7 separate regions of the Mus musculus genome follow, and regions 1, 2, 3, 4, 5 and 7 are each linked to region 6. The links are chromatin contacts, called in public Hi-C, HiChIP or PLAC-seq, capture Hi-C and promoter capture Hi-C maps. All regions are on one chromosome and are shown on one strand. The core of a region is the stretch at or near the end of the contact, and the rest is flanking DNA. Distances in the headings are between cores, read along the strand shown. Region 1 holds the start of Ube2v1 (ubiquitin-conjugating enzyme E2 variant 1). Region 2 overlaps Gm11476 (a long non-coding RNA gene). Region 3 holds the start of Snai1 (snail family zinc finger 1). Region 4 holds the start of Slc9a8 (solute carrier family 9 (sodium/hydrogen exchanger), member 8). Region 5 holds the start of Rnf114 (ring finger protein 114). Region 6 holds the start of Ptpn1 (protein tyrosine phosphatase, non-receptor type 1). Region 7 holds the start of Mocs3 (molybdenum cofactor synthesis 3).

What was found. Promoter capture Hi-C pulls out the DNA fragments that hold promoters and counts their contacts. A called contact is a pair of places that touch in the nucleus more often than the background predicts. HiChIP or PLAC-seq counts read pairs in DNA pulled down with a chosen protein or histone mark. Capture Hi-C pulls out chosen DNA fragments and counts their contacts.
Region 1: a contact with region 6 is called in a capture Hi-C map of macrophages, with 10 times the contacts expected there. The contact joins the promoter of Ube2v1 here to the promoter of Ptpn1 in region 6. A contact is called at or near these places in 11 of 39 promoter capture datasets (the 3T3-L1 cell line, the C10 cell line, the HPC-7 cell line and 8 more), 1 of 15 datasets of contacts at CTCF or cohesin (the NIH/3T3 cell line), 2 of 484 Hi-C or Micro-C datasets (B cells and bone marrow-derived macrophages), 32 of 115 datasets of contacts at active chromatin or transcription factors (the 230-238 cell line, the SCID.adh cell line, Th17 cells and 22 more) and 4 of 9 other capture datasets (adipose tissue, liver, macrophages and 1 more).
Region 2: a FOXA1 HiChIP or PLAC-seq map of pancreatic cancer cells shows a contact between it and region 6. The contact joins the enhancer-like site here to the promoter of Ptpn1 in region 6. A contact is called at or near these places in 5 of 115 datasets of contacts at active chromatin or transcription factors (acute myeloid leukemia, bone marrow-derived macrophages, pancreatic cancer cells and 1 more) and 1 of 9 other capture datasets (liver).
Region 3: a contact with region 6 is called in a promoter capture Hi-C map of adipose tissue. The contact joins the promoter of Snai1 here to the promoter of Ptpn1 in region 6. A contact is called at or near these places in 9 of 39 promoter capture datasets (the SN4741 cell line, embryonic stem cells, hippocampal neurons and 5 more), 11 of 115 datasets of contacts at active chromatin or transcription factors (bone marrow-derived macrophages, cardiomyocytes, effector CD8 T cells and 8 more) and 3 of 9 other capture datasets (adipose tissue, liver and pancreatic islet).
Region 4: a contact with region 6 is called in a promoter capture Hi-C map of erythroid cells, with 7 times the contacts expected there. The contact joins the promoter of Slc9a8 here to the promoter of Ptpn1 in region 6. A contact is called at or near these places in 2 of 39 promoter capture datasets (erythroid cells and liver), 4 of 115 datasets of contacts at active chromatin or transcription factors (bone marrow-derived macrophages, effector CD8 T cells, extraembryonic endoderm stem cells and 1 more) and 2 of 9 other capture datasets (adipose tissue and pancreatic islet).
Region 5: a contact with region 6 is called in an H3K27ac HiChIP or PLAC-seq map of trophoblast stem cells, with 3 times the contacts expected there. The contact joins the promoter of Rnf114 here to the promoter of Ptpn1 in region 6. A contact is called at or near these places in 5 of 39 promoter capture datasets (hippocampal neurons, liver, neural stem cells and 1 more), 1 of 15 datasets of contacts at CTCF or cohesin (the NIH/3T3 cell line), 3 of 484 Hi-C or Micro-C datasets (B cells, CD8 T cells and bone marrow-derived macrophages), 24 of 115 datasets of contacts at active chromatin or transcription factors (the 230-238 cell line, the SCID.adh cell line, Th17 cells and 17 more) and 2 of 9 other capture datasets (adipose tissue and liver).
Region 7: a contact with region 6 is called in a Hi-C map of erythroblasts, with 4 times the contacts expected there. The contact joins the promoter of Mocs3 here to the promoter of Ptpn1 in region 6. A contact is called at or near these places in 1 of 39 promoter capture datasets (erythroid cells), 3 of 484 Hi-C or Micro-C datasets (CD8 T cells, embryonic stem cells and erythroblasts), 2 of 115 datasets of contacts at active chromatin or transcription factors (effector CD8 T cells and microglia) and 1 of 9 other capture datasets (adipose tissue).

Annotation. Positions count from the first base shown.
Region 1 is chr2:167,630,678-167,634,148 of GRCm38.p6, forward strand. Ube2v1 (ubiquitin-conjugating enzyme E2 variant 1) reads right to left here and starts at 1,328. Exons shown (of 4, transcript NM_023230.2): 1 at 1,263-1,328. The coding sequence starts at 1,284. Gm31852 (a long non-coding RNA gene) reads left to right here and starts at 1,797. Exons shown (of 3, transcript XR_375265.4): 1 at 1,797-2,156; 2 at 2,459-2,577.
Region 2 is chr2:167,573,519-167,577,212 of GRCm38.p6, forward strand. The region is part of intron 2 of Gm11476 (a long non-coding RNA gene); the gene reads left to right. It overlaps Gm31619 (a long non-coding RNA gene), which reads right to left. Exons shown (of 6, transcript XR_003954104.1): 3 at 1,855-3,694; 4 at 463-557. Among named protein-coding and RNA genes, the nearest start is that of Gm31619, 14 kb to the right of the region's middle. Within about 2 kb of position 1,488, at least 68 of the 459 cell types and tissues checked have an H3K27ac peak or open chromatin away from gene starts, as enhancers often do. A contact at or near this core is called in pancreatic cancer cells, where this site is marked.
Region 3 is chr2:167,536,248-167,539,914 of GRCm38.p6, forward strand. It overlaps Snai1 (snail family zinc finger 1), which reads left to right and starts at 1,948. Exons shown (of 3, transcript NM_011427.3): 1 at 1,948-2,124; 2 at 2,424-2,951. The coding sequence starts at 2,043.
Region 4 is chr2:167,420,113-167,423,602 of GRCm38.p6, forward strand. Slc9a8 (solute carrier family 9 (sodium/hydrogen exchanger), member 8) reads left to right here and starts at 1,598. Exons shown (of 17, transcript NM_148929.3): 1 at 1,598-1,653. The coding sequence starts at 1,640.
Region 5 is chr2:167,501,503-167,505,077 of GRCm38.p6, forward strand. It overlaps Rnf114 (ring finger protein 114), which reads left to right and starts at 1,941. Exons shown (of 6, transcript NM_001360930.1): 1 at 1,941-2,099. The coding sequence starts at 1,957.
Region 6 is chr2:167,930,480-167,933,772 of GRCm38.p6, forward strand. Ptpn1 (protein tyrosine phosphatase, non-receptor type 1) reads left to right here and starts at 1,848. Exons shown (of 9, transcript NM_011201.3): 1 at 1,848-2,077. The coding sequence starts at 2,015.
Region 7 is chr2:168,228,549-168,232,215 of GRCm38.p6, forward strand. Mocs3 (molybdenum cofactor synthesis 3) reads left to right here and starts at 2,074. Exons shown (of 1, transcript NM_001160330.1): 1 at 2,074-3,667. The coding sequence starts at 2,087. The coding sequence ends at 3,469. Dpm1 (dolichol-phosphate (beta-D) mannosyltransferase 1) reads right to left here and starts at 1,831. Exons shown (of 9, transcript NM_010072.4): 1 at 1,645-1,831. The coding sequence starts at 1,805. It overlaps Gm20716 (predicted gene 20716), which reads right to left and starts at 1,831. Exons shown (of 12, transcript NR_132310.1): 1 at 1,645-1,831.

The DNA of each region.
Region 1 (3,471 bases), core at 78-2,577, 300 kb before region 6:
CACCCCACAACATCTCCTCTGGTGGCCTCACAGCCCCAAAACACCAGTGCCTAGGCTGGTGGCCTGTCCTTACCCCTTGCTCACCTCCACCAACAGACTCCCGAGGATATAGCCCCACACCAGAAGGGAGCACCCACTCTCTCCTGAATCCTTCATTGGAAAAGCAGACTCCCATGCCTTCCCAGACCCCGGGGGATCTCCTTCACCAAACCCACTCCACCTTCTCTAGCCTGCCAGAGTCCATGGCTCATAATCAAGTACAGGTTGCCGGTTCTAAGGCAGCAGACCCTTCGGGTCTCCCCATCTGGCCTTCTCTTCTTAGCCCATCAGAGACCGACAAGAGCTTCTCCCCTAAGAGCATCCCCTTTACCCTCTTGCTATCCCTTCCATTTGATCCAAGGGCTCTCATTTCACTGCTCCTCTCCTACCCATCCAGATAATGGAGAGTTTCTGAGTTGAACCCACATATTTTCCCCCAATTCGCAGAAGGATTAGGAGTGACAGGCACTTCCTCCATCCGCTCCCCGCAGGAAGAGGTTTTTCTTCTCTAAAAGCAGCATCTGCGGGACTGCACCCCATCCCATTCTCCCCACTGCAGGAGCCTTCCCAATGGCGACACGCCCCAACAGACCCCACCCCACCCCCCGACACACACACCAGGGCTTCCTAGGCACCTGCTCGTGCCCATCCAACGCGGCGCTCGGCTCCCAGCGCGCCTTCTGAAACCTATCCCTGGTCTCTGCAACCCAGGCCTGCTCCCACGGCAGAACGCCCGGGCTCAGCCCGTGCAGGTGCCCGGATTTCCCTGGGAAGCGACCACCACGATGAGAGCAGCCCCGACCCTAAATTGACGCGGGGCCCCGGCGGCCTCGCCTGCGGCCCGCGAGGCTCCGTGCGTGTTCCCTAGGGTTGCGCCCGCGTACCCCCGCCGGGCATTCCCGGCTCCCAGTCGCCCGGGCCAGCTCCCAGCGGGACCTCGCCCGGGCATTCCCGAGCACACTCGGCCCCTCTGCCGGCCTCTCCCCCACCCCCCGCCCCCCGGAGGCGCCCGAGCCTCCGGCTTGGCCGCACCGCCCACGGCCCGGCTGCCCCCGCCCGGGCTTCCGGCCGCCGCCTGATGGTCCCAGGCCCGGCCGAGCAGCCAAACGCAGCCGCAGGGACAGCGCGGAGCCCTGTCCCGGCCACCATGGCCTCCGCTAGACCGGGACCAAGCCCAGGGAGCCCGCGCCCCGTCCGCCAGCACGCCCGGCGCCCCCGCTCACCCGAGCCTGTGGTGGCTGCCATCTTGCGTCGCTGTCGCTCGAAGGCCGGCCCCTTCTTCACCCCCCCTTGAGTTTTTCTCCGGGCGCTAGTGCGCAGGCGCAGGTGTAGGCGCAGCCGCAAACGGTGCCGCTGACGCCCGCTCGGGGTCGCAGGAGCCGGGCGGGAAGGGCTTTGCCCGAGTCTTCAGTGAGCGAGCATGAGGGCGGGGCAACCTGCAAGCCCCGCCCAGCCCGAGCGCGGGGGAGGCGTGCAGGTGCTCGGCTCGAGGGCCCCGGGGTGACCGTGCGCTTCCGGGAGAATAGAATGGGGGGGAAGGGCTGTGGAGCCCCGCGCCTGTTCCCAGGCTGTTTCCGTCCCCCTGTGTCCTCACCACGTAGCGAAAATGAAACCGCGAGAGATGAAGTTCAACTCAACTGCTAAGTAGCTGAGTCAGAATTTGACCCCAAGCCAGATGATCTTTGTTATGGGGTATATGGAGAAAAATAACACCGAAAGGCCTGAATGCGTCAAATTGTGGGCCAGTACAATCTTGTTTCCGGCACTGTTGCTGTTCTGGGGCCTGAAGCATGTAGGGACAAGGTGCAGCTAGGGGCTTGAGAACCACCAACCTTGAGACATGCATTCTGCTTGTTTGTTTGTTTGTTTGTTTGTTTAGGGGTTTTGTTCGAGACATGCTCTCAACTCAGCTGTCCAAGAGCCCACTATACAGAGGATGACCTTGGCTGTCTGATTCTTCGGCTTCTGCCTCATGCTGGGGTTGCAGGCTTGTGTTTTAGAGTTCTTCTTAGAGATGGAATTATGTGGGAGAACTGTGCTTGGTGCCGGACATGGCAATGTCTCCACGAAATGAGATTCTCTTCTCAATTGCTACATTCTAGTTGGACAGAGAACAAGTAAGCCAATATAAATAGATAAATATACATTTTACCTATGATAAGATAGGGGACAAACCTATAAAGGGCACCAGGAAGAATCAGAAAAGGCCTCCTGCAAAGGTCTGAAGACACTTGTCTGCATATAGAGTAAACCCATCACAAAGCCACCTTTGATGTGAAACCCTTAAGGGGACTTGGAAATCGAGGATGAAGTAGCCAGATAGGCTGCAGATTATACTGCTAAGAGGGACAGCAGAGGGGCAAGGAAGCTGGAGACATTCCTGGAACATTCCATTTGTCATCTGTTTGGTGTATTCTAGGTAGCTCCACTGCATTTCCTCTTGAGGAAGTACGTGGTAAGCTCAGAACTACCGTCCTGCAGAAGATGCACACCAGCCTAGGAGTCTGTCCCACAGAACAGAGGGAACCAGGTCTCTAGGTAAACTGGGAAGGGTGAGTGCACAATACACTGAGGCTCTGCTCCCGGGGCTGGGGCTATGCTGGGGGCCGTGACGTGTCTGTGGCCTTGTATTTATGAAGGCTTTCCCTGTTTCCCAATATTGTACCTGCTTGCCGAAGTGTCTGCAGGTTTGAGTCCACAATACTACGACAGCCTCACTCTAGCCTTGACCTTATGACACATGCAGGGCCTCTCTAGCGTGTCTCTGCCTCTTCTCGAGGCTGCTGGAACCTCACATGGTCTCCCTGTCCTCAGAGCCTTTGGGCTCTCCTATTGTAATCGTCTCTGGAGGCTCTTGAGATGCCAGGAGTTCCAGCTGCTTGCCATATAGCTTGCCTTTGCTTCACATGTCACATGACACAAAGCGTCCTTTGGACGCACAGACAACATTCGCTCCGGGTTTCGAGCCACTCTAAAGCACTGGGACCTAGAGCAAGCATTTGTCTCTGGAGGCTGACTCACTTCAGAAGTGAGAGTCTCTAGATTTGGGTCTTCATTGTGAATCTTTTTGGGTGGCTTCTGCTGAGAGGTTTGTAAAGATAGCACCCCTGTAATTGCAGCAGTAGGGAGGCTGAGGCTGGAGGCTGGAGAGTTGGGGCCTGCCTAGAATACATGGTCAAGACGCTGACTCTAACAACAAAGTACACCCCCAGAGGTTTGAAGCACCTAGTATCTGGTTCAACATTCTGAAAAGGGGCTAGTCTCACTCTATGCTTTGATAAATACCCTGGACGATGAGAGGATGCGGGTGCGGCAGGAAATCTGGCATTTGCTAAGCCACGTATAAATGCCAGGCACTGCTAAGAATGGTTCCATTTTAAAGATGAGGAAAAGGAGGCTGGGGGCTCGAGAGATGTCTCGACAGTTTCAAGC
Region 2 (3,694 bases), core at 238-2,737, 360 kb before region 6:
CTTTAGGCCGGGCTCCACCTCCTCATGTGCCACCTGCAGAGGAAGCTGAAGTCAGAGGTGACAGTGTCAAAGGTCTTCACCTGTTCCCCGGGCCTCTTCTGTCCCTTCCTGGCCGAGTGACATGGGGAAGGTTGTTCACCTCTCTGGCCCTCTTTTCACATCAAACAGTGGGATCGTGTGTTTAACATTTTATCTTTGAGTTCAAGGCTGTCCAGTCCAGCCTTGAACTTTCCATCCTCCTGAGCGCTAGGACTACAGGTGTCACCGAGGAGTCTGCTTAGCAGACTCCTCGGTGACACAGGAGGAAGAGCGTCCCCCAACCCAATGCTCTTGGTTTGGATGGAGCTGGGGACAGAGAAGAGTCTGTCGCCTCTGGAATCTCTCCATCCGAGTCTAAGATGGGCGGGTACAGGCCATGGGCTGGGAGGAATGGGCTGCCCCATGGGAGGAAGTGATGCTCACCTTAGAAATTCCATACCCAGCTGCAGCTGAAGGTTCTGGATCTGAAGCAGGTGATGGTTTTCTCAAACCATCTGGACTCCCCGGTCATTGAAAGCCTGCAAGGTCCCCAGAACCACCGTGTGCTTCAGTCAGAAATACTAACTGTGACCTCATCACAAGTGGACTCCCATGTTGGAACTATGGGAGGGACAGCATGACCACTGATGTTCCACAGGCAAGGCACAGTGTGGGTACTGGGTGGAGTCCCCAAGCCTAGTACATGGTTGAGGCCTGGCATATCTAGGGCTCAGGGAGGACCACAGGGATGGCTCTGAGCATCTTTTATGTGCCAGGCAAGTACAAAGCAACCTGGAAGTGGTGCCCAGAGAGGTAGAGACACTTGCCAAGATGTGCACAGCTAAGAAGCAACTGAATGTGGCTCAGAACAAAAATGATGCCACACCATTAGGTGTTGTTGTTGTGGTTCTGGTCGTCGTTGTTGTTGTTACTGGTGCATCTGTGTGTATTGAAGGTCAGAGGACAAGCTTCAGGGGTCGGTTCTCTCCTTCTGCTGAGTGTTTCAGTGACCAAACCCAGTCTTGCATGACAAGAATTTTACTTAATGAGCATCTCTGCAGCCCACACCCCCATGGAGCCTTGCTGATATGAGGAGACTTTGTCCTAGCTGTTAACCATGGTTTTCTGGGTGTGCTTGGATATCTCAGGGCTCTGGGGCTGCAACCTGGGGTCCCTCCTGCCTAGGGTCACCCAAACATTCATTCACATGTCCTGATTCCCCTGTGAAGGCTCAGCCTCCCCCAGCCCGCAGCTTAGGACTTGCCTGGCAAGTGCTACAGTCAACAACAGCACCAGTTCTGCTGCGTGACAAGCATCCCCAGCATCCAGCCCTGGAAAGTGAGGCCAGCCTGGCACATCCGTGGTAAATGGTCATGAGTAGGCGGGGCCGTGAGTCATCCTGTTAACCTACTGCTGTGGGAAGGGGAGAGCCCCTGGCCACGTTGCATGGATGCTGGGCTGGAGGCCACACATCAGGCCGAGGCTGGCAGGAGCCCAGCCGCCAGGACATGGCTGCAGAACCTGAGGCCAGACTCCTGAGTCACTGTTTCCCCGTTGTTGCCAAACCAGGCGGGAAATTGAGGAGCCAGGGTGGAGCCAGGGAGGGGAGGCTGTGGGGAGCTGAGATCTCTGGCTTAGCCCTTGTTGTACAGGACAGATACAAAGCCACCAGCCAGATAGAAAAGGGGGCCCTGTGGTACTAGAGTGGGGTCTGGTACCCCCAGGTTCCAGCTCCCTCAATCCTCCCATCTCCCAGCGTCTCCCTTCCCATCAGCCACACACACCATTGTGCTTCACGCGTTTCTGTTTCTGGAGTTTATTGAATGGGTTCCGTACCTCAGTCCCTTTCCACCTGTAGTCTCTGGACCATCCTGAAGGGGCTGGCTTACTGTTGTCGCAGAGCCGTGTCCTGTGTCCTCATCACCTGGCTTTTAAAGTGTAACCTTCCTAGTCCGTTCATTTGCTTCCAGCTTCTCTAGCTTCTCATTAGTCTGCCTGGATGGTTCTGAGAATGCACAGTGGTCAGGCTCTGCCCTGGACACGCAGGATAGAGAGAACAGAGTGGACTGCCCACCTGCTCCCCGGAGCTGATGCTTTAGAGCAGGCTGACCGTGACAGGGTCAGCAGAGAAAATGACGGCAGCGTGGGTGACCAGTGCAAAGGTCCTGGGGCAGGATTACAGCTGGCATGATATGGGGGCAGCTGAAGCCAGTATGTCTGGAGCTGGGGGTGGGGGGAGGCAATGAGGTCAGCAATGGTGCAGGTGGATTGAGCCGGATTTGAGTCTTGATCTGACAGGTCAGGGAGCCCTGGGGGTCCTGAGTAGAGGGGCCTTGGAGGTATTAAGACCTGGTTAGATTTCCTTAGACTCGGGGGACGATACACCATGGTGCCCAGACCTGAAGGCAGATGGGGCTTCCATCTTTCTCAGCCTCCAAGGATGGTCAGGGCCAAGCGCAGGGGGTCTGTCTCTCACAGATGCAGACACAGACACTCCTAGAGACACACAGATGCAGACACACACAGACACAGAGACACACACAGACACAGTCACGGAGACACACACAGACACAGACACGGAGACACACACAGACACGGAGACACACAGACACAGACACAGAGACACACACAGACACACACGCACAGTCATGTACACAGATACACACAGAGACATATGATCTGTCTCCTGTGATGGATATCCCCCCCACCCCCCCATGATGCCTATGGAATACTGGTCAGCGCTCAGCCAGTGACTCACCAGGACTTGCCCTCATCGGAGACAATCACTGCCTCTTCACGTCCAGACCGGAAACCACCTCTGACCTGCCAGGGAGACGAGAGCTGGGCAGAAAGGGCAGAAGAGCCCTGGACTCAGGGCAGGCAGCCTGCAGGGAAAAGTCCAGAGAAGACCCCCAGGCTTGCCACCAGCCTTGTGATACCCTCCTGGGCTGAGGTAGCACTGGGAAGGTCCTGACAGAAGTGGTGAAGTGCTTGGACCCTCACAGTGTGTCACATCCACCCACCGTGTTTTCCTCTTTCACTGTGGTCTCTGGTCTGTTCTAGCATCTTCCATTGTTTTCTACTCTGTTGTCCTACTTAATTGAAAAAATTTTATTGAGCATCTACTATGTTCCACAGACTAGAGTTTGTTTTTGTTTGTTTTTTAGATAGGATCTCTTTATGTAGCCCTAGCTGACCAGGAATTCAGAGAAATTCATCTTTTTCTGCCTCTCAGGTGCTGGGCCACCCCACCTGGCTTTACCAAGTAGTTATTATCATCATCATCATCATCATCATCATTTACTCTTTTGGGTTTTGTTGTTGTTGTTTTGTTTTTGTTTTTTAGATAAAGTATCTCTTGCAGACCAGGTATTCTCAAACTTTTTCACTTCTGTTTTTAGGTTTTTGTTTTTGAGACAGGGTTTCTCCATTGTAGCCTTCACTGTCCTAGAACTTGATACTGTAGCCCAGGTTAGCCTCAAACTCATACAATTCATTCTCGCTGCCTTCCAAGCACTGGGATTAAAGGTGTGTGTCCTCCCCACCTGGCTGTCACTCCACCCAGCTGCAGGTGAAGGCACGACTACAGCTTTAAAGGCATACAAGTCCTGGTGACAGCCTGGAAGCCAAAGAGAATGTTCTTACCTCGTACAGAGTGGTGAGAATTGAAGGAGGA
Region 3 (3,667 bases), core at 698-3,197, 390 kb before region 6:
GGTGTCAGCCAGGCCATGGTGGCACACACCTTTGATCCCAGCACTTGGGAGGTGGAGCCAGGTGAATCTCTGAGTTCAAGGGCAGCCTGGTCTAAAGAGAAACCCTGTGGGGGGCTGGGGGGGGTTATTTACAGGTGTCAGGACTGTCCTTTTGTTTGGTCTGGGTTTGAGGCTGGCCGTGGGTTCTTAGCTTTGGTTGCTCTTTAGAGGCATCCAGTCCTTTTGACAGTTAAAATTCGATGCCAACAACCCCGCCCTAGATAAGCGAATCAGGATGTGTCTGCCAGTGAGGGCAGGGCGGGCTTAGGTGTTTTCAGACACTCTTGAGGAAAAGCTTGGCTGAAAAACCCTAGGTGGCAGTCGGCCTAGGAAGGGAGCTTCCTGGGCGTGGAGAGTCACCTGTCACCCGTTAGGGGCTAAGTCACACCTTTCCTAAGCGGCATGCCAGCCAGCATCCATCATTTGACCAAGTTTTACTTTCAGGCCTCTGGCAGGTGTGAGGTTGTGAACAGGCCTCCCCTTGTGGGCTTCATTTGCCTTTCTCTTTCCTTCTTACTAAGCAGGCTTGGGGGAGGCTGAGGGGGTGGAGTGGGGGGCTGCTGAAACAAAGGATGAAAGGGATGAAAGGAAGCCTAGCCAGGTGTGGATCTGGAAGAGAAAACAGGACTGGAGGAAGGCAGGTACCAAGCAAGGCCCCGTGGTAGGAAAGCCTGTTCTCTGATCATAGGGGATGGAGAAAAGTCAAAACCTAGTCAGCTGACTTGTCCGTTGGGACGAGGGTGGTGGTGGGGCGCTGTGTGCTCTCCCTCTGGACTCAGGGAGACTCATGGATGAACTAAATCTACCCAGAGGGCAGTGTTCTCCACGATGGTTGCCTGTTGTCTGACCATCCTCCCACTCCCCCACCCCCCACCCCCAGTGCTGGGAGTCTGATTCTATTCCCTGTTGTTACCTCCAGTGCCTAGAGACTCGATGCTAGCTGGTGCCCCAGAGGTTTCCGTAGACCCTCTGCTTTATAGGTGTTTATAACCCCATACTATGGGGGTGTGGGTTTGGTTTCCGAGGCCACCCTTCCTCCCTGTGAACGTTCCAACACGATTTTCAGGAAGTCGGGAGCCTTAGCCCTGGTCCTTGCTACCTCTGCCTCGCACCTGCCCTTATTGGTGTTTCACAATGCAACTCTAAACACGTCCGTCCTCAGCTGAAAGTCCTTCCGTGACTCCCCAGTGCCTGTAAGGCAAAGTCCAAACTCCTCCAAAGACCCGAGGCCAGGAAATCGGACCCCTCAGGGTCTGCCCAACACCAACCTCATCCTGGAACCTGCTCTCAAAGGTTGGACAGGCAGAAGTTACTGATTCTTACCCCGGGCCTTTCCCCTCGGTGCTTCTTCACTTCCTCTAGGAAGTCATAGACACCCTCCCCTGTCAGGTGACCGTTCATTGACAGTCACAGCTGTCTCTCCCCACCTCCTTTCATCAAATCACACCTCCCTTTAGTATTCGAATCCTCTGTTTATTCTGTCTGTCTCTCTCTCCCACGGCCGGGAAGCCATCCTTGCGTAGGGCATCCCTGGGTAGTGTTTTGTTCAGGGCTGTGTAGACAGTTCCAGGAACCCCTAAGCGCGTGCATATCATCGCACTTTCTGGCTCCCCAGCGCCCAAAGGTCAGCAGCTCGGGGATGTTGCGGGGCACCGCGCTCGTCGTGGGGCAGGCGCGGCCACCAGGGGTCGCCCGAGGAGCTCGGAAGCCGCGCGGTCCGGTCCGGGAGGAGCCCAAGCGGAATCTCAGCGCCACGCGGCGGGAGCCCCAGCAGCCCAGGCGCACCTGCTCCGGTCTCAGTCTCCGGCCGCGCCGCCGCCAGCCATTGGCTCAGCCTTGACAAAGGGGCGTGACCAACAGTACGGTCACGCCCCCAGCCCTGGTACTTAAAGGAATTTGCTGCTGCTAGGGGATCGTAGTGTGCGGCCGGGCCTCGCGAGCGGAGTTGACTACCGACCTTGCGCGACCCGGTGACCCCGACTACCTAGGTCGCTCTGGCCAACATGCCGCGCTCCTTCCTGGTCAGGAAGCCGTCCGACCCCCGCCGGAAGCCCAACTATAGCGAGCTGCAGGACGCGTGTGTGGGTGCGTGGTGGGGTGCGGGACGCGGGCGGCTGGGGGGGATCCCAAGGGTGCTGGGGGGAGGTGAGAATCGGGCTCTGCGGGCGCGACAGGTGGATCTGGAGCTCCGGGTCTTGGCAGTTGGGATCCACCGAGGGTGTCTTTGACCCGGGACGGGGAGGCTCCGGGAGTTGAAGACTCGAAGGCGGGGGTAGCTTTGCGGAGTCCGGGCGGGGGAGGGGAGGGGCGGGCGGGAAGCCCCCCCACCTGGCGCCCCGAGAATCCGCTCAGCTGACTCCCTGCTGTCTCTTCTCTTCCCGCAGAGTTCACCTTCCAGCAGCCCTACGACCAGGCCCACCTGCTGGCCGCCATCCCTCCGCCCGAGGTCCTCAACCCCGCCGCTTCGCTGCCCACCCTCATCTGGGACTCTCTCCTGGTACCCCAAGTGCGGCCGGTTGCCTGGGCCACCCTCCCGCTGCGGGAGAGCCCCAAGGCCGTAGAGCTGACCTCGCTGTCCGATGAGGACAGTGGCAAAAGCTCCCAGCCGCCCAGCCCGCCCTCGCCGGCGCCGTCGTCCTTCTCGTCCACCTCGGCCTCCTCCCTGGAGGCCGAGGCCTTCATCGCCTTCCCTGGCTTGGGCCAACTTCCCAAGCAGCTGGCCAGGCTCTCGGTGGCCAAGGACCCCCAGTCGCGGAAGATCTTCAACTGCAAATATTGTAACAAGGAGTACCTCAGCCTGGGCGCTCTGAAGATGCACATCCGAAGCCACACGCTGCCTTGTGTCTGCACGACCTGTGGAAAGGCCTTCTCTAGGCCCTGGCTGCTTCAGGGCCACGTCCGCACCCACACTGGTGAGTGAGTGTGCATAGCTGAGCTCTGAGTCTGGGCTGTTTGGCCTTAGACCCTGGGGGGACTCAACACTTACTCCTAAGGCTGCCAAGCAGTGGACAAAGTAGATGTTGGTTGTTCTCCATTCTGTACCTTGCTGTTCGAGGCTAGGAGTGAAGAGGTGTTCCCTATCCGGGCTCAACCCACACTGTAGAAGTCAGACAGGATATTGCTAGACAGGATATTCTGCACCTGGCCTTGAATCCTGAGTCGAGAACTTCCCCAGTTTCCTCGTTTCTAAAATGTATCAGAGAACACTTCGTGGGGTCTTTGTAGAGTGAAGTGCTAGGTGCAGGTGCCACTAAGAAATGACTTCCCAGTGACTATGAAGACGGCTCAGTGGTTAGAGCACTGGCTACTCTTCCAGAGGTCCTGAGTTCAATTCCCAGCACACATGGTAGTTCACAACTTAACTAACTGCCTGTTAAGAGTCCAGTTCCAGAGGACCTGACACCCTCATACAGACATACATGCAGGCAACATACCAATCCATGTAGGACAAGAATAGAATAGACACATCTTTTTTTTTTTTTTTTTTTTTTTTTTTTAAGAAGAGAAACAAAGACATGACTTTGCTGTCCTCTCAGCCTTGGGCCACGTGGGAAGCTTCTAGAAGTGAGGGAAGGCTTCAGCCAGGCTTGGTGGGGGTTCCGGTTGGGCTGCTCTTTGGAAAGTGTGT
Region 4 (3,490 bases), core at 348-2,847, 510 kb before region 6:
TGTGTGGAGAATTTGCAAGGGTCAGTTCTCTCTCACCATGTGTGTCACAGAAACTAAGCTAAGGTCATTCGGCTGGTGGCATGAGCTGTTACCCAGAATCATCTCAGCAGTCTTAGTTTTAATATCCATATATGAAAATTTTTTTACGTGGGCAGCCTTCTTGGCACACATTAATTGTGCTGGAATTTTTGTTCTCAGCTAATGTGTGAGGCTTCCCTTGTTCGTTTAATTTTATCTTGCCTTATACCTGGCTTTCCTAGTTCCTTTGTATAGTCTGAACCCCACAAGGTACATCTCAGCATACAGTAGGTCTCTACAGAGAACTTGGGCATGTTAGCTGAATGGAAGACCACCTGCCTGCCATATGTGTTGCCCTAGGTTCCACCCCTGTACAGAAGTAGACAGATGCCTGAATGGGGGTGGGGAGGGGTGTCTCTCACCCTCCAGTCCCAACTGCTCAAGAGGATGAGACAGAAGGATCGTTCTTTGGGAAAGTGACATATCTGTTAAGCGTTATTAAGTGGGGGGGGGGGGGGGAACTACCTAGGGTGGAAGGGGCCCTGAAGGAGAACACCCAGAAGGTCCCATAAAGACCTCAGCAGTACCAGGCCAGTTTTAAGCAATACAGACTAGACAGTTCAAGTTATCTTCGGTGTTGAAAGCCCAGTGGGCAATGCGCTTGCTACGCAAGCACGAGGACCTCAGTTGGTATTCCCAACATCCACACAGAAGCCAGGGATAGCTGTTGGCATCTGTAACCATAGGGACAGGGAGACTGAGAAGGAGGATCCCTGGGAGTTGTTGGCTAGCCACTATGTCGCGTCCCTAGTTTCAGGTTCACTGTCTCATAACTAAGGTGGAGCGTGAGTAAGGAAGACATCTGATAACCTGGGACCTCCTAATGTACCCCACCCACCCCCGCACACACAAAGGTTAAGAAAAATTTGTTGGGATAGTTCAATGAGTAAAGGCGGTGCCGCCAACCCGTATTACCAGAGTTCAATGCCGAGGACCAACACGGAGGAAGGCGAGAATGAAACCCCTCAAGTTGTCCTGGATCTCATTTTCACATCTACCACACCAACCAATAAACCAATGGGGAATGTCCAACCTCTGCCTTGCTAGCTCTCAACTTTTATAATCGGAGTAAGTACACTGTCTAGCGTTTCAAAGACCCTCTGTCTACTCTCCCCACAGCAGGGGAAACTGAGGCCGCCTCGGAACGCGCCTGCGGACTCCCTCCGCTCCGCACAGCCGGCCCGGACGCCCAGAGAAACCACTTTCCCCCATTCTGAGCCCTGGGATTCTCACGCGGGGCGGACGGCTTGGCTCACAGCTGAGTCACCCAGATCTCAAAAGTTTCCTCCAAATCTTTCCCGCCCGGGGACCGGAAAAAAAAAAAAAAAAAAAAGTCCGGATGTCCCAAGGCCAGATCGTCACACAGCCTGGCCGGAAAAAGCCCACAGAAAGCCCCAGAGGTCGTCCCACTCCCAGGCCACAGAGAGGACAGCGCAGAGGGTCGCCCTGGGAGGCCAAGCCCCGCCCCTGCCCGCAGCGGAAACCGGAAGCAGCCGCCGGCCCCGCTAGCCCTGCGGCGCCGAACTCTGTAGTCTCGGAAGCTCGCAGGATAGGGGAGAAGATGGCGGAGGAGGAGTGAGTGCGCGGCTTCGGGTAGCGGAGGCGGCAGGGCCGGGCCGGCGGGCGACAGCGGGCCTGGAGCGCCCGGGTGGAGTGGCGCGGGCCCACCTAGCCAGGGTTGGCGGGGGGCGGGATGAGAACATGGGCCCTGAGGCCTCCCGGAGGTCCGACATTGCTGACCACGCGCAGGCCTGGCGGAAGCCGCGAACGTCCTTCCTGCTCCCGGTTTCCGGTTATCTCAGGGTTCCCTGGCTCTCCTCCTCCTGATCCAGGAAGTTCTCCCGTTGCCACGAGCAGCCCCTGGCATCCCCCGTAACCATCAGCAACCTTCATTGTTCTTGTCTGCCCCCAGCAGGTTTCTTTGATTCATTGACTGCTAGTTGACCGTTTTTCTCGGCCCTGGGCGTCAGGAGCCGCCCGCAGGGAGCCGCCACGAGGCTTTAGTGGGAGACTTTTGTGTGGACTGGGTGTTTTTGGACCTTGCCAGATGCTTGGATGGAAATTGGGTAGCATGAGGGAAGAGGAGCCCACCCTAGGTGGGAGAAAGACGTCTCGTGACCCGCAGCTTGAAATCTTAGAGGAGAGATGGGGAAGATGACGTGTTAAAAAGGCCCGAGTCCATCTTCATGCTTGGCAGGACACTGTTGTGTGTTACAAATTCTCTCTTTGAAATGAGCCCCAGAAAATTAACAAGGAACCCCTTAATTGATACCGAACTTTAACTAAGAGCATTTCAGGTAGCTCTTCGGCCACTGAGGAGCGAAAGTCATTAGATCTTGTTGTGTAGCTGTACTGTCCCAGACATTCACATAGTCTCAGCAGGACAAGATAAAAGAGGTAATACAGAGCCAAATGCTTTGAGATGTGGGCTTGAAGCTTGATCAGTTTATGGGGTCCTGGAATGAGGCAGTGCTCAGTGGTCACAATTCCATCACTACTACATTAGTTTACAGACCTAACCTTAAGAGCACAGGCGGAAGCCTTGCATAGAGTGGGATGTTCCAGAGCAGGAAACTTGAGCCATTTGAGATTCCAGAAGGGTTTGGTAGGGTAGGTTAGGGCATTCTAGGGAGAAAAACGGGGCAGATTCAGCTGACTTGGTCAGTTAAAGGCTGGAATCTTGCCCACCATTCCTGAGGTCAATCCCTAGTTTAGTCAAACACACACACTGCACCCAAAATTCAAGGAGATTGTAGACTAGGAAAGTAAATAATACTGAAACTGGGGTGTAGGGAGACTCCAGTTCCACCCTAGAAGTCTGTTTGTGTTTTTCTTTTTGAGACAGGTTCATGTAGCCCATAAAACTGGTCCTCACTGAGTATCAGTATGTAGGCCAGGGTGACCTTGGTCTTGAACTCTTAGCTTTCCTGCATCTGTCTCCCAAGTGCAGAGATTACAGGCATGGATTAACATACCCTGCTACCCTCGTTAAGTTCAAGGGGCAGAGAGCATCCTCCTCCCCCCAACCCCAGACAAGGTTTCTCTGTGTAGATCTGACTATCCTGGAACTTGCTCTGCTGGCCTCCAGCTCAAAGAGATCTGCCTCTGTTTTTTGAGTACTGGGGTTAAAGACATGTACCACCACACCCACACCTGCCTGCCTTTGTTTTCTGTTGTTTTGGGTGGGGAGAAAGGGATTGCAGGTGATCTAGAGTCTGCTGCATGCCGGGCAGGTGCTCTACTCATTTACATAAGACAGGGTTTCACTGTGCAGTTCTGGTTGGCCTGGAATGCTTCCTTGATAGGCCGAAAACTTGTTGGCATTGATTAAGGCATGTGCCGCTGTGCCCACCCCTTTTACTTTATAGTTGAGACAGGGTCTCTCACTAAGTTAGTGAGACCTGGGCTGGCC
Region 5 (3,575 bases), core at 691-3,190, 430 kb before region 6:
CATGGCTTTTAGTGTGTATAGCGTATAGCCTTCAAGCACAGGGCTTCAAAGGGTCATTTGCAGAAAGCGATCATCTTTGCCCTTTGAAGCAAGCAAGGAAAAGCCACATGCCTGCCGAGTCTTGTTAACATACCAGCATCCCTTGGCAGGAAGAAAACCATAGTAGAGGCTAGGGAGATGGCTCAGCAGTCAGGAACATCTGATCCCAGCACTCTCACAGGGTGGCTCAAAATGGCCAGTGATTCCAACACCAGGTGATACAACACCCTCTTCAGGTCTCTGAAAGCACCTGCAGACACAAGTGCATATATACACATGTATGAATAAAAAAAATAAGAAAAAGGAAAAGGGAAAGGAAGGAAAGGCTAAGTAAAAGCCAGGCTCAGTAAAAGCACAGTAGGTTCTGGAGTCTTCACGAGCCAGGTTCTCCAAAGCTGATGTCAAACCCAGGGCCGCAAGCACACTGAACTACAGCCTGACACAACCAGAGTCACAGCATGCTGACCTGCAGGCTCATACTGAAGTGCAACTTAAAAAAAAAAAAAAGATTTATTTACTTAATAAAGGAGTACCTTGCCGGGTGGAGGTGGCACATGCCTTTAATCCCAGCACTCGGGAGGCAGAGGCAGGTGGATTTCTGAGTTCAAGGCCAACCTGGTCTATAGTGTGAGTTCCAGGACAGCCAGGAACCCAGAGAAACCCTGTCTCGAATCCCCCAACACACACACACACACACACACAAAGTGCCTGTTTTCAGCCACACCAGAAGAGGGCATCGAATCCCATTGCAGACGGTTGTGAGCCACCATGTAGTTGCTGGGAATTGAACTCAGGACCTCTGTGAGAGCAGCCAGTGCTCCTGACTGCCGAGCCATCACTCCAGCCCCTGAAGTGCACCTTTTTAGAAGCACCTATTTTGTTTGTTGCTTTGGTTTTTGAGAAAGGGTCTCTTTTGCAATCCAGGCTGACCTCAAAGCTCAAAACATTTTGACTTCTACAGGTGAGTATACCACCCCGTATCCCAGGCTAGCCTCAAACTCACTATATTGCCCGAGATAGTTCTGAACTTCTGATCCTCCTGCCTTTATTTCTCAAGTGCTGGGGATTCTGAGTGTGGACTACCAAATATGACATATACACTGCTAGGGATGGAACCCAGGAGCCCGTGTGCCATGCTAGAGGAGACCTCTTCCTTGGTGGCCACACCCCAGCCCTGGACGCAGTGCTTTCCAGATAATCAACTCCTTGTTGATCTTGGACTCAATCACTGCCAGTACCCAACACCTGCTGGAACTCTTGGTCTTCAAGGTACTGGCTGATCGCGCACAGTCCAGTGACTTCCTGTTATACTATACCTCCTTCAGTCCAAGCCTCTGTCCTATTTTATTTTTCCAGGCCACGTACAAGCCATAGGAAAAGGGCAATAAATATGTCTAGAAAACTGGAAAGGTTCACGGAGGTGGTATCGACCTAACAAGCCACGGGAGTTTGTGAGATACACTTGTACCCCGTTAGCTGTGCAGGCAGGAAGTCCTGCCTCCTCCTTTCCGGTTAGGAAAGACGCTGAGAAATCAGATCAAATCATCTGGCCACACCTGGTGGTGCAGACTATACAGCCAATTACTTGGTAGGCTGAGGCAGGAGGATGGAAAGTTCAAAGCTCAACTGGGCAAGTTGGTGAGCTAGCTAAGGTCAACTGTAATAACAATACACATTCACGGTCTGAGTTCCTGTGGGTGAGAGGTGTGGGCTCAGTGTGGCTGCGTCCTCTAGGCTCTCCCCGGGACGCCATCTACACACCTGGTGGGCGGCAGCTTTCAAAAGCTCCAGGGGGCGAGGGGGCGTTGTGGACTCCGCCCATCTCAGCCCCTAGCGCGTGCGCAAACGACGGCGGCCCCGCCCCCAGCCCCCCTCGGCGGCTCTTTCTCTCTCAGCGCGACGCTCCTCAGCGGCAAGATGGCGGCGGCGCAGCCGGAGTCCCGAGATGGAGCCGCGCAGTCGGCGAAGCCGGCGTCCGAGACGGACCCCCTCAGCCGCTTTACGTGTCCCGTGTGCCTGGAAGTATTCGAGAAGCCGGTGCAGGTGCCCTGCGGACACGTGTGAGTGGCGGGCGCCTGCCGGGTAGGGGTCGCGGTGCGCAGGCGGCGGGCGGCCGGCGGCGTCTGACGAGGGAGCACAGCGGGCCCCCTCGAGCCTCGGCGTCGCGACTCACCGGGCCGCCGCCGGCGCCTCCGAAGTGCGCGGGAGGCCGCCGGGCTAAGTATGGACAGTGGGCCCCGGGCTAGGCTGGAACAAGAGGGAAGTGCCGGGACGCTCGGCCGTACCCGCGGACCGGGTGTGGGGTGCTCGCTCGCGGAGGCCGCCTCCCTCGGCGTGAGTGAAGCCCGGTGTCGCGGGCCAGGCTGCCGCAGCCGCTTCAGGAGTTGAGCGAGGGCGGCCTGGGCTTTCCCTGGCTCCTGTGACCGCTTAGCGGGATTTGAATCCCATTCTTGCACATTTCAAACACACCGTAGCCGAAGAGCCTGAGGATGCTCGACCACGTCCCTCCGCGGCCCCGCCCACTGCCGCTCACCCAGGAATCGGGCTTCCTGACCCCCCCCAACTCCAGCACCCTTTTTTGGGCGCACAGGCATTCCCGCCGCTGTCCTGTGAGTGCCAGCCTTTTTCCGGGTGAATCAAAGTGCAAGTGTCAAGGGTCGCTCATTCGGGCCAGCGTCGCCTGCCAGACCGTCCCCAGGAGCGAGGCGGGGCCTTCCCAGCACTGTGGGAGGGATGCCTGCAGGGACACTGGGCTCCTGCCAGCTTGGGTTCAGGTACAGGTAGCCGTTACCGATCGCCCGCCGCCACTACTTCAGGCCTCCCGTCCTGATGACCTCCCTCACTTCTCTCTCGACTCTGCTAGCTTTCTCATTACACGGAGCAACATGTAGGGACCCAAGAAGAGAGTACCATGTCCTCTCTGTCCGATGATAAAAGCCGGTGTTCGGCACCGTGAGCCGAACCCAGACTCCCTCCCAGTCAGTTAACTGGAGTGTCTGCATGCCCTCTGTTTGCTGTTTTGGGATAGAGTTAAGAAGGCAATTTGGAACCGGGCGTGGTGTTGCAGGCCTTTAATCCCAGCACTCGGTCGGGAGGCAGAGGCAGGAGGATTTCTGAGTTCGAGGCCAGCCTGATCTACAAAGTGAGTTCCAGGACAGCCAGGGCTATACAGAGAAAGCCTGTCTCGAAAAACAAACAAACAAAAACCAAAAGAAGGCAATTTGGCCCTCGGGTTTACAGCTCAGGAGGTTGTTTGGTAAGTAGTGGCCAGTGAGATAGCTCAGAAGCTGAAGGCTCTTGTCACCAAACCTGATGACTTCAGTTCGCTCCTGAGGAGCCACATGGTAAAAGAATTGACTCCCACAAACTGTCCCCAGATTTCCAGCTGTCCTCAACGGCACACACATTCATATTTTTTTAAAGGAAATACTAATGACTGTTCAAACTATGGTGTATTCGGTAGGAGAGCACGTGAGGGCTGTTAACATTTGTGAAGAAACATGACTTGATTGAAAAGCACCAGGCTTTGAGGCTTC
Region 6 (3,293 bases), core at 598-3,097:
TTTGCAAGACTGCTTTCTTTGTGGCTTTTTGAGACAGGGTTTCACTATGTACCAGGAATTTGCCGTGTAGACACAGTTAACCTCGAATTCTCCACAATCCTCCTGCCTCAGCTTCTCAAGGGCTAGGATTACAGACATGTTTAGCTGCTAACCCTGCTTGGCAATGCTGCCTTGGACAAGGGCTTTGTCTGTGTGCTTTGCTCTTGGCAGCTCTAAGATGGGAATCAAAATGCCTCTGTGAGGGGGGATTGTGGAGAGTAAATGAACATGGGCCCTTTTGCCTACCTCAGTACCCTTGGAGCAAACTGGAAGTCACTCTGTCACACCAGGAGCTGGCACTGGGCACAGGACACGGCTCCTACCTATGTCTCCCTTTCTATCCCAGAATGGAAGTTTACAACTCCATGTTCCAGTTACATTTCCCCAGGGAAGGCAATCCCATCCTTCACACATACTTCAAGGAACCCAAGCATCGGAACCAACATTCAGTGCTCACCCTGGGCAGTCTGAACAAACCACAGAATCTGCACCCAGATGACATCAGAGAGGAAGATTTTTTTTTTCTTTTAAACATGTTTTTAGATTTATTTGTATGATGGTTTTGTATGCATGTATGTACAGTAGTATGGTATCACATGTATACCCTGTGCCCTTGAAGGTCAGAAGACGGCCTGAAACTAGAGTTAGGATGGTTATGAGTCACCAACAAACCCCAAGGAAGATTTTTTCCCTTTTGGTTGTTTTTTTGTTTTGAGAAGGGGTCTCACTGTATAACTGGCTGTCCCGGAACGATGTAGACCAGGCTGGCCTGGAACTCAGAGACCCCTTGCTTCTACCTGGAGAGTTTAAAGGCAAGTGCCACCACATCTGGTCAGGATTTTCTTGATACTGGAGAAAGACAGAAAACTAGCACCACATGTCCCATCCGTTCATTCTGCCAGGGTAAAAACTCTTATGGACTTTCCCAAGTTTCATGAGAGCAGAGTGGCCAGCTGGGTGTTAGCACCTGTCCAAAACTCCGGAGACTGAGGCAGGCAGATCCAGAGCTGGAGGCTGGCCTGGGTTACGTAGTGAACTCCAGGCCAGCTCGGGCTATAGAGTGATTCGTTGTCTAAAACGAACACTCTGCTCGCTGGGATGTGGCCGGAGTAGGTCCTAGCATGCACGGAGCTCTGGTTTATCCCCCGCAATGCATGTCTGTGATTCCAAGACGTGGGAGATGGAGGCGAGAGGATCATCCTTCGCCTGACAGCAAATAAGAGGTTATCCTTGGCCTGACAGCAAGTGAGAGGCCAGCCTGGAATATCGTGACCCTGAGTTAAAAATAAAGAACGGAGCCCGAAGTGATGGCACACACCTTTAATCCCAGAACTCGGGAAAAAGGCAGCCGGATTTATGAGTTCGAGGCCAGTCTTGGTCTACAGAGTGAATGTGAGGACGTCCAGGGCTACGCACAGAAACCCTGTCTGGAAAAACCAAGACAAAAAGGAAAAAAAGAAAAAAGAAAAACAGACCGGGACAGGAAACGCCGCTCCCACTCAACCGCCCAGCTCGAGGCCACGCCCTCGCCGCCTGACTCAACCGGCGGGCTTGAGGCTCGAACTCAGGATACTCCCCGAGTCCCGCCTCGGCCCACGCGCCGTGGGCGCGCCGCCGGGGGTCGCTTGGGCAACGGGCGCGCGCCCTCCGGAGCGCGGAACCCGGGAAGCCGCACGCGGCGCGCGCAGCAAGTCTGCTCCTCGGGTTCGGGCCTCGTCCGCGATGCCCCGCCTACCGCTCCGCCCCCGCGGAAGTGCCGGCCGCCTTTTCGCTAGCTGACTGGTCCTCCCGTACAGAGGGCGGAGCTCGCGGTGAGGCGGGGGTGCGTACTTCCGGCTGCCGGCTTGACATGCAGAAGCCGCTGCTGGGGAGCTTGGGGCTGCGGTGGTGGCGGGTGACGGGCTTCGGGACGCGGAGCGACGCGGCCTAGCGCGGCGGACGGCCGTGGGAACTCGGGCAGCCGACCCGTCCCGCCATGGAGATGGAGAAGGAGTTCGAGGAGATCGACAAGGCTGGGAACTGGGCGGCTATTTACCAGGTGCGGAGCCGGGGGCCCCTAGGCCGCGCCGTCTCCCCGACCCTCCCGGCTCGGGGGACTCCTGTCGCGCATCCTCGTCGCCCTAGACCCCTCTTGGGGTTCGCGGCCCCTGCGACACCCCCACTCGCCTCTATCTCTCCGCGGTCCCTGTCATCTTCGAGCTCCCCCCGCAAACCCGACCCCAACATGGCCCAGCCACCCTTTGTCCCCACTGGTCCACACCCCTGCCGCTTCCTTGTCTGGACTGGACCACCTCAGGCCCTCTTCCTTTGTCTCCTGGGGAGGAGGGTGGGCTCGCCGACACCCCCGCCCCCTCACATTTCACTTCCTCGGGCCTCGGTGTGCGGTGGTGGAGGCCCGGGGATGACAGCCCCCTTACTCCTTCCTGTCCATTCATTTGTTAGACGTGAGCTGGAGGGTCTCTTCGGTGCTAGGCTTTGGAGCTGGTGTGTATTGAACGCCACCGTAGACCTAACCTATCCCCCCCCCCCCGAGAGGCTATAGTCACACAGACATTCAAATACTGATCATTGCATCTGGTGACAAGTGTTGAGAAGAGAAAGACCTGTTCTGGTGGAGGGTGACTGTACGCAAAGGGGCTGCCTTGTCTAGGGCATCACCGGCAGGGCTGCTAGCGGCTCGACAGGGAAGGAGACTTGCTCTTTGAATAGACCAAGGAGTGACAAGCCATGAGGTTAGGCGACTAACTAGGGGGACACAGAACCCATTCCTATAGCTGCCTGACCCTCTCCAAATGGCCTCTTTCTTTTGTCTTTTATCCTTTGACCGTGAGCTGAGATGGTTTCTGTTTTCTGTGATCCGGTCCACTTGAGGGGTTCTGGTGGTTCATTAAAAAAAAAAAAAGTATTATGAAAGTAGGGTTCTCCCCCCCACCCCCCGCCATGTATGAAACAGTGAATTGAAAATGCAAAGATGTCTTTGCAAGCAGCTAAGTCCTCTAAAGAAAACAAATCTTCCGATTAAATGTCAGTGCGGGGGTTGTGAGGATTAACCATACTCGCCAGGCATCTTAAATAAGCATGTGCAAAATAGATCCTGTTCCTCGGGTAAAGAGAGCAGGCGGTTTATTCTGCTTTCAGCTTCTAGGTTCAAAAGACAGCGGGTGAGACCCATCAGCTGGAAATTGAAATCTATTTTGAGCTTCACTTAGGAAAGTAGGCACCCTCAGGCTGTTGTTTGGTGTTCTTGACTGACA
Region 7 (3,667 bases), core at 824-3,323, 300 kb after region 6:
AGGATGGAGGCTGGGGTGTTCCAGACCAGCCTGGTTACAAAGCGTGAGAGGGAGCAAGGAAGTAGAGTGCCAAGGTTAGGGACGGGGGTGTTGGACTCATAAATTAAACAGAGCAGAGACACTAGCATATAAAACTAGAGCTCATTAAAACATCTGGAAAAATCTGGCAGAGCCAATTTAAAGATAAAACCTGGGCTGGAGAGATGGCTCAGAGCACTAACTGCTCTTCTAGAGGTCCTGCGTTCAATTCCCAGCAACCACATGGTGGCTCACAGCCATTTGTAATGGGATCTGGTGTCCTCTTCTGGTGTGTCTGAAGAGAACTACAGTGTGCTCACACAAAATAAATAAATCTTAAAAAAATAAAAATAAAACATAAAGAAAAAGGATGCTCGCACCACACATCACAGGGCCACCATATAGAAACTGATTTTTATTCAGATGCAACCAAAACAGCAATCCTAAACCGGGTGGTGGTGGTGGTGGTGCACGCCTTTAATCTCAGCACCTGGAAGGCAGAGACCAGCATCTGAATTCCAGGCCAGTCAGGGCTACATAGTTTTGACCTTGCCTCAACCAATCAAACCATGCAGACTAAGGCTTTTACAAATCAGTACGGTAAGGTTGTGCTTTCTAGAAAGAGGAACTATGTACCAAGTATTTTGTTTTTCTGAGACAGAGGCTGCTAATATAGCCCTAGCTGCCCTCGGACTTGGTACAACTCGTTTGCAAACGTATCCCTTGTAGTGCATAGCTTGGGATCAAGTATTTTTTTCTTGCTATTAGAAAATATGGGCACAGCGTCCTCATTGTCGTTTGAGAAGCAAAAGCCAACCAACAAACAAAAAGCTCTGGAAACAATCTGTGTTCTTCTGACGCACTGTCTAAAACAGCGCACTGCTACGCCATCCTACTCCTGCAAAATCCCGTTCTGTAGGTTGACAGTAAAAGATCGCCCATGATCATCACAGCATGACACTCATCTGGCCGTAAAGTACTGACTCCGTCCTGCCACTGCCATCAGGAGGCATTTTATTTACTGTTTAGTTCGGAGACCTTTTTTTTTTTTTCTTAAATGCGTAACACTTTCACTATCAAAATTCTTGTTCCTAAGAGCTAGGGCTCTGCCTAACAAAGCGAAAGGCCCCGTGTTTTTCAAAACAACACACAAATAAGCCCGGGTTCCTAATCAAACTCGGCGAAGATGCTCGCTCCCTGCCAGCTCATCAGCAGTTCTCTGACAGCGCAAACAACAAGCTTACGTAAGCGCTCGGCCCCAAGGCGATGGGGAGAACGCTGGCTCGGGACTCCCGGCTCCGGCGGCGGATCCTGACCGCCCAGAGGTATGAGGTCATACCTCCTCGCCCCGAAGTCAAAAAGAAGTTAAGTTAGCCCTTTAGAGAGAACAGGCCGGGGACGCAGGCCAGCGCGATCTGTCAACAGATAGACACCGGACTCGCTAGAGACCTGAGCAGGAAGGAGAAAGACGCGGGGCTGTGCTCCTCGGTTCTCCCCGCTGGGGAAAGCCGCGAGCAGGCTCGGGAGGGAGCGGAGACCGGGCCTCCGGGGGTCTCCTCGCGCAGCCAACCGCCGACCTGCAGCCCGCGGCCGGCTCCCGGCCCCCGCGCGAGAAGCCCCTTCTACCTCTCGGAGAAGCTCTTCACCAGCAGCCACACGATGAGCGGCAGGTTCTCCCGTTCGTTGTAGGTGGGCAACAGCACCGAGTACTTGTCCTGTCGCGAGGAGCGGCCCTGCGGCGGCCGCGGAGACGCAGCAAGACTGCGACTCGCCCCCGTGGAAGCCATGACGGCTCTGCGAGAGGCGCCGGAAGCGGACTTACGTCATCCGACACGGGCCGTACCAAATCTCGGAGCATGGGGGAGGCTCGGCGCTCCGACGTCCCAGTGTGGTCCCCGGGAAACTTCCAGATATGGTGACCGTTTCAAGCCAATCGTGACGGCTTCCCCGGATAAAAACCCATTCGTTTCACTTTCAAGGGCCAGGAAGCGTCTTCGTTTTCCAGTCGCTAAGAGACAGGCAACCGGAAACGGAAGTCCCTTCCCGGCTCTTTCCGGAAGAGGCTGTCATGGCTGCCCCGGAGGACGTAGCTGCCTTACAGGCTGAAATCACCCGGCGGGAGGAAGAGCTAGCTTCGCTCAAGCGGAGGCTGGCCGCGGCCCTGACAGCCGAGCCGGAGCCCGAGCGTCCGCTCCGGGTCCCGCCGCCGCCGCTGGCGCCCCGGGCCGCGCTGTCGCGGGACGAGATCCTCCGCTACAGCCGCCAGCTACTGCTGCCGGAGCTGGGCGTGCGCGGGCAGCTGCGCCTGGCGGCGGCGGCGGTGCTCGTGGTGGGCTGCGGCGGGCTGGGCTGCCCGCTGGCGCAGTACCTGGCGGCGGCCGGCGTAGGCAGGCTGGGGCTGGTGGACCACGACGTGGTGGAGACGAGCAACCTGGCCCGCCAGGTCCTGCACGGGGAGGCGCAGGCCGGCGAGAGCAAGGCTCGCTCGGCGGCCGCGGCGCTGCGCCGTCTCAACTCGGCGGTGGAGTGCGTGGCGTACCCGCGCGCGCTCGCCGAGGACTGGGCGCTCGACCTGGTCCGCGGCTACGACGTGGTGGCAGACTGCTGCGACAACGTGCCCACGCGCTACCTGGTGAACGACGCGTGCGTGCTGGCCGGCCGGCCGCTAGTGTCGGCCAGCGCGCTGCGCTTCGAGGGCCAGATGACCGTCTACCACCACGACGGCGGGCCGTGCTACCGCTGCGTGTTCCCGCGGCCGCCCCCGCCGGAGACAGTGACCAACTGTGCAGACGGCGGCGTGCTCGGAGCGGTGCCCGGCGTGCTAGGCTGCGCGCAGGCCCTCGAGGTGCTCAAGATCGCCGCCGGCCTCGGCTCCTCCTACAGCGGCAGCATGCTGCTCTTCGACGGCCTCGGGGGCCACTTCCGCCGGATCCGGCTGCGGCGCCGCCGGCCTGACTGCGTCGTGTGCGGGCAGCAGCCCACCGTGACCCGCCTGCAGGACTACGAGGCCTTCTGCGGCTCCTCGGCCACCGACAAGTGCCGCGCCCTGAAGCTGCTGTGCCCCGAGGAGCGGATTTCTGTGACCGACTACAAGCGGCTTCTGGATTCCGGGGCGCCCCATGTGTTGCTGGACGTCCGGCCTCAAGTAGAGGTGGACATCTGTCGCCTGCCGCACTCTCTCCACATCCCTTTGAGTCAGTTGGAACGCAGGGATGCGGACAGCCTGAAACTCTTAGGGGCTGCCCTCCGGAAAGGGAAGCAGGAGTCGCAGGAAGGGGTTGCTCTCCCGGTGTATGTGATTTGCAAACTGGGAAACGACTCCCAGAAAGCTGTGAAGGTCCTGCAGTCCTTAACGGCAGTGCCGGAGTTAGACTCTTTAACTGTTCAGGACATCGTGGGGGGACTCATGGCCTGGGCCGCCAAAATTGATGGGACATTTCCACAGTACTGAGAGGACAGCATGTGATTCGTGTGGATGACGGTTGTGATACCTGAAGAATCTATTCGAGCTTTACAAAATAATGTAGGGAAGAGCCTGGATTCACGGTCTCCGAATAAATAAACGGAGACCTCCCCCCCCCCCCCCCCCAAGGAGCTTTTTGAGAAAAGAGGATAGCATTGCCTCTGAGAGCTACTTTTGGGCACTTGT